Regions from separate parts of the Sus scrofa genome. Here region 1 is linked to region 2. A link is a contact called in public HiChIP or PLAC-seq data. All regions are on one chromosome and are shown on one strand. Each heading gives the region's core, a stretch centred on a gene start, on an enhancer-like site or on the middle of the called end of the contact. The rest is flanking DNA. Distances are from core to core; before and after follow the strand shown.

Evidence for each region. HiChIP or PLAC-seq counts read pairs in DNA pulled down with a chosen protein or histone mark.
Region 1: a contact with region 2 is called in an H3K27ac HiChIP or PLAC-seq map of alveolar macrophages. The contact joins two enhancer-like sites. A contact is called at or near these places in 1 of 47 Hi-C or Micro-C datasets (embryonic fibroblasts) and 1 of 2 datasets of contacts at active chromatin or transcription factors (alveolar macrophages).

The regions. Positions count from the first base shown.
Region 1 is chr9:86,852,780-86,856,943 of Sscrofa11.1, forward strand. All of the region lies in intron 1 of LOC110255481 (a long non-coding RNA gene), which reads right to left. Among named protein-coding and RNA genes, the nearest start is that of SNX13, 230 kb to the right of the region's middle. Within about 2 kb of position 1,397, at least 9 of the 83 cell types and tissues checked have an H3K27ac peak or open chromatin away from gene starts, as enhancers often do. A contact at or near this core is called in alveolar macrophages, where this site is marked.
Region 2 is chr9:86,480,844-86,484,858 of Sscrofa11.1, forward strand. No RefSeq gene overlaps it. Among named protein-coding and RNA genes, the nearest start is that of AHR, 29 kb to the right of the region's middle. Within about 2 kb of position 1,293, at least 4 of the 83 cell types and tissues checked have an H3K27ac peak or open chromatin away from gene starts, as enhancers often do. A contact at or near this core is called in alveolar macrophages, where this site is marked.

The sequences.
Region 1 (4,164 bases), core at 147-2,646, 370 kb after region 2:
CTCTGTGGAATCAAATCTGACTAGTATCCATGAGGATGAAGGTTTAATCCCTGGCCTTGCTCAGTGAGTTGGGGATCCACCGTTGCCGTGAGCTGCAGTGTAGGTCGTAGATTCGGCTTGGATCCTATGCTACTTTGGCTGTGGTGTAGGCCAGCAGCTGTAGCTCTGATTCAACCCCTAGCCTGGGAACACAGGCTGTGGGTACAGCCCTAAAAAGAAAAAAAAAAAAATTCATCAGACCCTACACAGGTGATTGCACAGCAGGATATTAGGTTATTTTTAGGCAGAAGGAATGGTATATACACTGAGTCATGGCCAATGGAAAGATTTTAGAACAACATAGAAATGCTCATGCCATTAAAATGACTTAGTTAAGCCATCATTACTTCATTGCTGCAGTTACCCAAACTGGCAGAGGTTCCCTATCCTAACTGTGCCTAGAGTAATCTGCCAAGAAATGTATATACACATTGGCCCACTTAACCAGAAATTTGCAGAATGGGATCTGGAGAATCTATATTTTCAATAACTCCAGGTGATTCTTTAGAGAAGAAAGATTTGAAAATCTCAGGCCATTCCAAGGTCTTTCTCTATTCCCTTTAGTCAGATTTTGCCTTAAAGGAGCTGCCTGGTAAATCTTAAGCCATTTCCACTAGACCTTCCTGATAGGAGATCTTTCCAATGGCATTCCAGATATCCATAACGAAGTAATAAATGATGGCTTCGATGAAGACAAAAATTTGGTTTGCGTTAGCTGATATTCTTTCATCTTTCCAATGGCCATCACAATGATGGCTTAACTAAGTCATTTTAATGGCATGAGCATTTGTATGTTGTTCTAAAATCCTTCCACTGGCCATGACTCAGTGTATATACCACTCTTTCTGCCTAAAAATAACCTAATATCCTGCTGTACAGACAATTAAAAAGCAGCTGAAAAGTTTAACTACTTCATTGAGTAAACATCTTAACTGGGTACTCATCTCATGAGCTACCCTTTCTTTAAATATACTTGCAGACAGTTTTCCTTCAATTGCAAAAAAAAAAAAAAATCTCCATTATGAAACTTTCCTTTCAATTATAACACAGGAGATATTTTGATGTACACCAACCGACAAAAAGAGTGTTTGCCAGTTGGTGTGTTTCCCTTATTATGTAAAATTGGAAATGGAAACTGCGGCCTTGATGAAAACACTGAAATTCCAGTAAGTAGGATTAGTCATACTTTTCGTGTACCAGGGTTAGATTTCCAACAGCAAGTAAAAGTTCCCTGAGCTACTAGTAGAAGAAAACATACTCCAATTAAAAGAAAAAAGAAGGAACTACACAGGCTTGCAAGAGCCAAAGCAGGGATGAGTAACATTTGACATTTGAAAGGCTGGAATCTGAGCAAACGCCTTTCTCCCAGAGGAGAAACTTCTCACCAAATAGTTGGCTCATTGTGGTATCTCGCTTTCTTTGAAACAGCAAGTCTCAAATCTTTAGGGAGAAGGCAAATTAATGAAAACCTTTTTGGCTTAACTCCTCACAGCCTGGGAACTGGTGTAATCAAATCAAGAAGTTCCAGCCAACTGAGATTTAAATTAGACCCTGGCCAGAGGAGTGGGAAGGGCCTCAGTTGTAACTGATTGTTGACAGGCCTGGGGCCCCTCCTGTGCTCCCTCAATGAGTGTCTGGGGGCTTTTTACTTCCACTCTTAATAAGGTCTCACTGTTTGAGAGCTAACATTTGGACCTCCTTCTTCGTCTTGAACATTAGAACAGTTACCCTTTCAACTGCAGGAAATATTTTCATATAAACACCAGAGCAAGTAGGTAAAAGGATGAGTCAGGGATCAAAAAAATCTGCACTGTCACCCCCATAATTCAGAGAGAACGAGAGACAAAGGAGCAAAGAAATAGAGTAGACCTTTAGACGTTCCTAAGCATTTAATTAAAGTAAGATTTATACACGTTCCATACGTCTCAGAATCCTTCAGATCAGCGGAGTATAAAATAACCCTTCCGCAACACGATGTTAAGTTTCTTAAATGCCAATGGCCAAATTTAGAGTATTTACGTGTTTTTCTTCCAAACCCTCTATGCACTCCAAGTAATCTCTTTTGAAGCCATCATATCCCCTCACAACTCACACAGAAAATTCAAGTCTTATTCTACTTCTTCTAAATCCTTCCCAATCAGATGAGCAAAAATTAGTAAGGTCTTAGTGAACCTGAGGCTAGGCCTGATGCCCTGCCCTGTTCCACCCACAAACAGGATAAAAACAAGAACCCATTGCCACCCTATCTCCCAAGCTAACAGTGTCCACGAACTTTCCTGGCACCTTACTGTTCCTTACATGGTTCTTCCTCCTCCTAAGTCAGTTTATAATGCATACTCCTGAATAAATGCTTGTATTAGTTTCCTAATACAAAGCACCAGAAAATGGGCAGCCTAAAACAGAAATTTATTGTCTCCCAGTTTTTGAGGCTAAAGTCTGAGATGAAGTTGTTGGCAGGGCTGGTTCCTTCTGAGGGCTGTGAGGGAAGGCTCCATTTCAGGTCTCTCCACCTGGTTTGTAATGGCCATCTTCTCCTTGTCTCTTCATATCATCTTCCCTCTATGTGTATCCCTTTGTCCAAGTTTCCCCTTCTTACCAGGACAACAGGCATGCTGGATGAGAGCCTACCTTAATGACCTCACTTTTGCTTGGTTACCTCTATAAAGATGCTATCTCCAAAAAAAAGAAAAGTGACATGTTGAGTTCCTAGGGATAAGACTCCAAACATAAATTTTGGTCAAAATCCAACCCATTAAAATCCTCTACCTGACCTTAGACAGTAAACACTAATGCCTAACACTCTGAGAAGCAAGGATGCAAACACACCAGGCCATATGTCATCTCAGTAATATCTTTAGAAGGAAGCTTACAGAATGCCCTTACATGCAGTTATCTGTAGAATGCTAAATGAAATTCACAGCAATCTGGTTATCCATAAGATACCTTTTCTTATAAATGTATACAAAGTGTTCTCTATTATACATTATGAAATAGTGAAACTAAAATCTCAACAGAGAGTTATCTTTGGCTTTTTTAGTTTTTCTCTGCTAAATGCAATTACCAAGCTGATGTCTCCATTTTGTGCATTGACTGGTGAGACAACAATATAGTTTTGTCACCCTCATTGAGGTAGGAGGTAGATGGGCCCCTGGGCTGAGAACAGCTGGGACTTATTAGGCCAAGGAAACTGGGCCTTGTTTCTCTTTGACACCTCAAGGAAAATGTCAGCTGAAGGAGCTGAGCTCAGCTGGAGTAGAGGGATAAGATTGTTGGAAGAACAAATCGTCTAACAATCTTAGAAGAGATAAGATTGATAAGAAGAGGCGATCCCTTTGTGGTGCAGTGATTAACAAATCTGACCAGGAACCATGAGGTTACAGGATTGACCCCTGGCCTTGCTCAGTGGGTTAAGGATCCAGTGTTGCCGTGAGCTGTGGTGTAGGTTGCAGACCGGCTCAGATCCCACGTTGCTGTGGCTGTGGCAGAGGCTAGAGCAATGAGACTGCAAGAGGAGTCTGTTGACCGACAGAGTGGTTGGGAGCTCTGAGGAGCCTTGAGACTCAGGCTCCCCCACCACAGGGGAGTGTTTGTGTTTTTTTATGTTTTTTTATAGACACGGTTTGTTTTGTTGATCCATGTGGTCAGTGGCCTTGGGGCTATCTTTGTCTTTGGGAACTCATCCCTTACATGGTCCTGTTTGTTAAGAAAGAGTCTGTCTCCTTCTAGGCCTTGTTTCATTTTCCATATGACCACTTCAATCACTCCTGGAGTTAAGGAGATCTCCCCAATTACACATGCACAGTAAGACTCCTAGGGGTCAGAAAGGGAGGGGGTGCCGAGCCATAATAAATCCTGATAATCCTGATACCATCCTGCCACCCTTTGCTCTGGAATCCATCTTTGCCAAAAGATGAATATGCATATCGGGGAGGGTCCTGTGTCCAGCCAGTTGTGAGAGTTAAAACAAGATAATTGGCCAAAGGTAAACAAAGGCCAGGAAGAACTGTCCTATATAAGTGATTTAAATCACCTCTCTGACGTGCTTCTCATTGAGGCGGGTGCCCACACCCTCAGTCCTCTTTAGGGTGGGTATTACTTCTTTGCTTCTGACTTAAATAAACTACT
Region 2 (4,015 bases), core at 43-2,542:
TCCCCATGTCCTCCTGCCCCCACACATGCATAGCCACCCCTATTATCTGCATCACTTACCAGAATGGTAGATTTTTTTTTTTCCCCAAGGATAAACCTACATTGACATATCATAATGACCCAAAGTCCATAGTTTACCTTAACATTCCCTCTTGGTGTTGTATAGCCTATGGATTTTAACAAATGTATAATGATAATGTATCGTCACTATAACACAGAGTATTTTTACTGCTCTAAATTTCCCCCACACACACACCTTTTTCTTTTTCAGCTACACCCAAGGTATATGGAAGTTCCTGGAATCAAATCTAAGCTGCAGCTGCAACCTGCACCACAGCTGTGGCAACACTGGATTATTAACCCACTGCGCAACAGCAGGAACTCCTAAAATGCCCTTTTGATTATTTTTTCTGTGTTTGCATATTTTCTTTCTAGGTAACATTCCCTAGATTTACATTCCCTAATTTTCTGGTGTTCTAAAAACACAGTGTTTACTTTTACTATTAAGTTCATATTAATTTCTGCATCCAAAAGGTAAAATCTGAGTTTATATAAGTTTCGAACCAAATGTATTAGCACTTAAATGTCCCATTTGAGCTTCATTGTGTTTATTTATTTTCTTTATGGCACTTCGGTTCACAGCAATGATTTTAATCCAAAATATTGGCCTTTCAAAGTGCCAGTTCTACCATTTGTAATCCATACCCTACTTCTTCATAGAACACTGTTTGGTCTTATCTGTAAACTTAAGATGCCTTTTATTTCCCTGATAGTATTTGATTACATTTACCTATTGAGTTTTTAAGTGTTAAACAACATCTTTGTGTTTATATTAATAGGTGGTTCATTTTTTCTGAACTCCTTTTGGTAGAGTTGGTGATTCTACTCCAGTTCTTTTTAAACTCTTAAATTAAATTATAGATACATTTTTTAGCAAAGGAAAAAATTTAAATTTGAGGTTATACACTGCAAGCTCTAGAGTAAGTGAACCAAAAATTCAACTGTGTGACTTAATCATTTTAAAAGTGGTAGGCACTGTTTTGACTAGAAGTACAGTCATACCAGTGGGAAAGGATGTTTGAACTAGAAGGTATAGACATAAACTCATTTTAATTTCTGGGCATCATCCTTAGCTGTTTTATCAGATTACCATGTATAGCAACTTGCCATTCTGTGGTTAATCACTTCTAAGACTATAAATGTCGAGAAATGCCAGACTGTCACCTTAGACTCCAAAGTGTGAATGTTTTGTGTATATGTGGTTTCATACCCAAGTGAGTCATTCTGCCAAGAACCTTGAGAATATCAGTCCCGTCTAGACATTTCAATCTTAGTGACTGACACACCAGCCCTAGCATAAGATTATGTATCATTAGAAAGAGGATGTAGGTTTAAAATGGTTCTGTGCAAATACAGATATTTTATTCTTTAACCCACAAAATCTTGACTAGCCATTTCCTCTGCAAAACCTTTCCATTCCATTTTTTATTATCAATTGTATCAACAATAGCTCATCAGTAAACCTCTTATCTTTACAATAATCTCTGCCTGTCCTATTTGTATTTCCAGCATGTACTGTGATGCTTGCTTTAGTAATGTCATTAAAAATCTGTTGAATTAACACTGACTTCAAGAATTTACAGGAAAGCCATAGTGTTTGCACCTCTAGTATTTATTCCAACTGTTCTTTTCTTCAGTCTTTTCCCTAAGTATTTCTTGGAACTTCTAGGAATTAGTCACTGGTTTACACAATGTCGTCTTATTTTATTAACTAGCAGATATTAAATAGTTAGAATATATGAATGTTACTGTTATCAGATTCTTTGTTTTATAAGACAATCAAGTTAAATGCAAGATATTCCTCAAGTCTGGGGAAGTATTTTTGGGAATATCAGTCAATTTAGCATGAATAAATCTGCTTGTGATAGTCATGGTGATTAAAATGGAAGTTTGGAAAATACTCAAAGCTACCCCTTAGGCCCTAATCTCTAGAAGCTTTTAAATTTGGAATCAGCTGGTAAACACATTACGAATCCAACACACTTTTCGTTAAATATTTTGAGAGCAAGATATAGAAGGATATATACTAAAGATATAGCCTACCCAAAATTAAATGGATATTTTTTCTCTTTAGTGAGAAAAGGGCTAATTCTTCATTGGATGAGGACACAAAATTCCTTTGAAATCACCAAGAGTAGCATTCTTTAGAAGGATAGATATGAACACAAAAATTATAATGGTAGGTATAGTAGATGCAAACTATTGCAGTTGGAGTGGGTAAGCAATAAGATCCTGATAGCACAGGGAACTATATCTGGTCACTTGTGATGGAGGATAATGTGAGAAAAAGAATGTATATATACATATGAATATGACTAAGTCACTCTGCTGTACAGCAGAAATTGACAGAAACACTGTAAATCAACTATAATAGAAAAAAATTAAAATCTTATCCAAAAAAGGGGGGTAGGTATGAAAATGTATAGAAAGGAATATCCTATTTGTGTGGGGGAAGAGTATGATAGTACCTTTTGAGTTTTGAAAATATAAAAGAAAAATTGCCTAGTGCTTTAACTAGACCAAAATTCAGGCTGCTCTTCAGCTATATTGGCTGGTATAGAGCTGTTTCCCTGCTTTATTTCCCCTGCGCATTTTCATGGACAGTAGCCTCCTTAAAATCAGGCCACTAACTGGCAAATGCCCAGGGGTCTCCAGTTGTTAGGGCTTGCTTCGGTTCTGATTCATCTAGGCCCTTACAGCGTCCCCTGCTGGGATGTTTTTGCTTAGGTCTGACAAGCATGATGTGTGGCATGATTTAAGGCAAACCTGAATGAGTGTTCAGACCAGCACTCCAGGGAACAGACAGGACAGAGGACCCTGCCCCTCCACTGCCACTAGGCCAGCGTCCACACCTGAGGGACAGCTTCACTCCTCTCAACTCTAGTGCTCCACAAGAGATCTCCACTGCTCCCCAGTGACTCAGATATGACTCCTTTGTGTTTGCAAGCTACCTGCCCCCAGAAAGCAGCACCTTGTGCCTGTGGCATCTGTCTACCTCCTGCATATCCCCACAGTGTAAGCTCCATACTTCACACCCATGAAGCAGCAGGGCACAGAATGATCATCAGTCTACATGGTTGAGGTGACTTTGGTGTCAGGCAGGGGCGTGCCACACCCAAGCAGAAGTAGTGCCGCTAGCTTGGCCACAACTTGCTAAGACTGACCTTAATTCTCCCTTGAGGGCATCTCTTTAACAGACAGAGTATCAAGACAGGAACAAGCCTTCTGGACTGCCCTGTGCAATACACAAAAACACAACAAGTGGAAGACATCCCCCCCTCCCCTATACTTAAATAAAAACCTGTAAACTAAATAAACATTCTTTCATCTAGGGAAAACTTTTTTCCCCCTCCTTTTTAGTATTTTCTCAACTTGCGCCCCCCCCCTTTTGGTCCAATTTTTCCCCTATAATGTCTGTGTCATCCTCATTCTTAGCTCCTTGTCTTTAGCCAACCATAGCAGACGGATGGCCTCCCAGAGACACCCAACGTCCCAACTCCCGAAATCTGTGAGTCTGTTATGTTACATGGCAGAAGAGGGTAAAGGTTGCAGATGGAATTAGTGTTGCTTGTCAGCTGACTTTTTTTTTCAATTTTATTGGAATAGAGCTGGCTTACAAAGTTGTGTTAATTTCAGGCATACTGAAAAATAAACCATATACATATGTAAAGCATATACATATATCTATTCATTTTAAGATTCTTTCCCTATATAGATTATTACACAGCATTGAGTAAATTTCCCTGTGCTCTGCAGTAGTTCCTTGTTATCTATCTATTATATATACAGCATTGTGTAGATAGTAATCCCAACCCCCTAATTTACCCCTCCCCCGCCAGTGTTTTCTTGTCATCTAACTTTAAGATAGGTAGATTGTTTGGAATTATTTGAGTGGGCCTGATCTCATTACAATCTTTTACAGAGGCCCTTTTCCTGCCTATGCTCAGAAAGAGAGA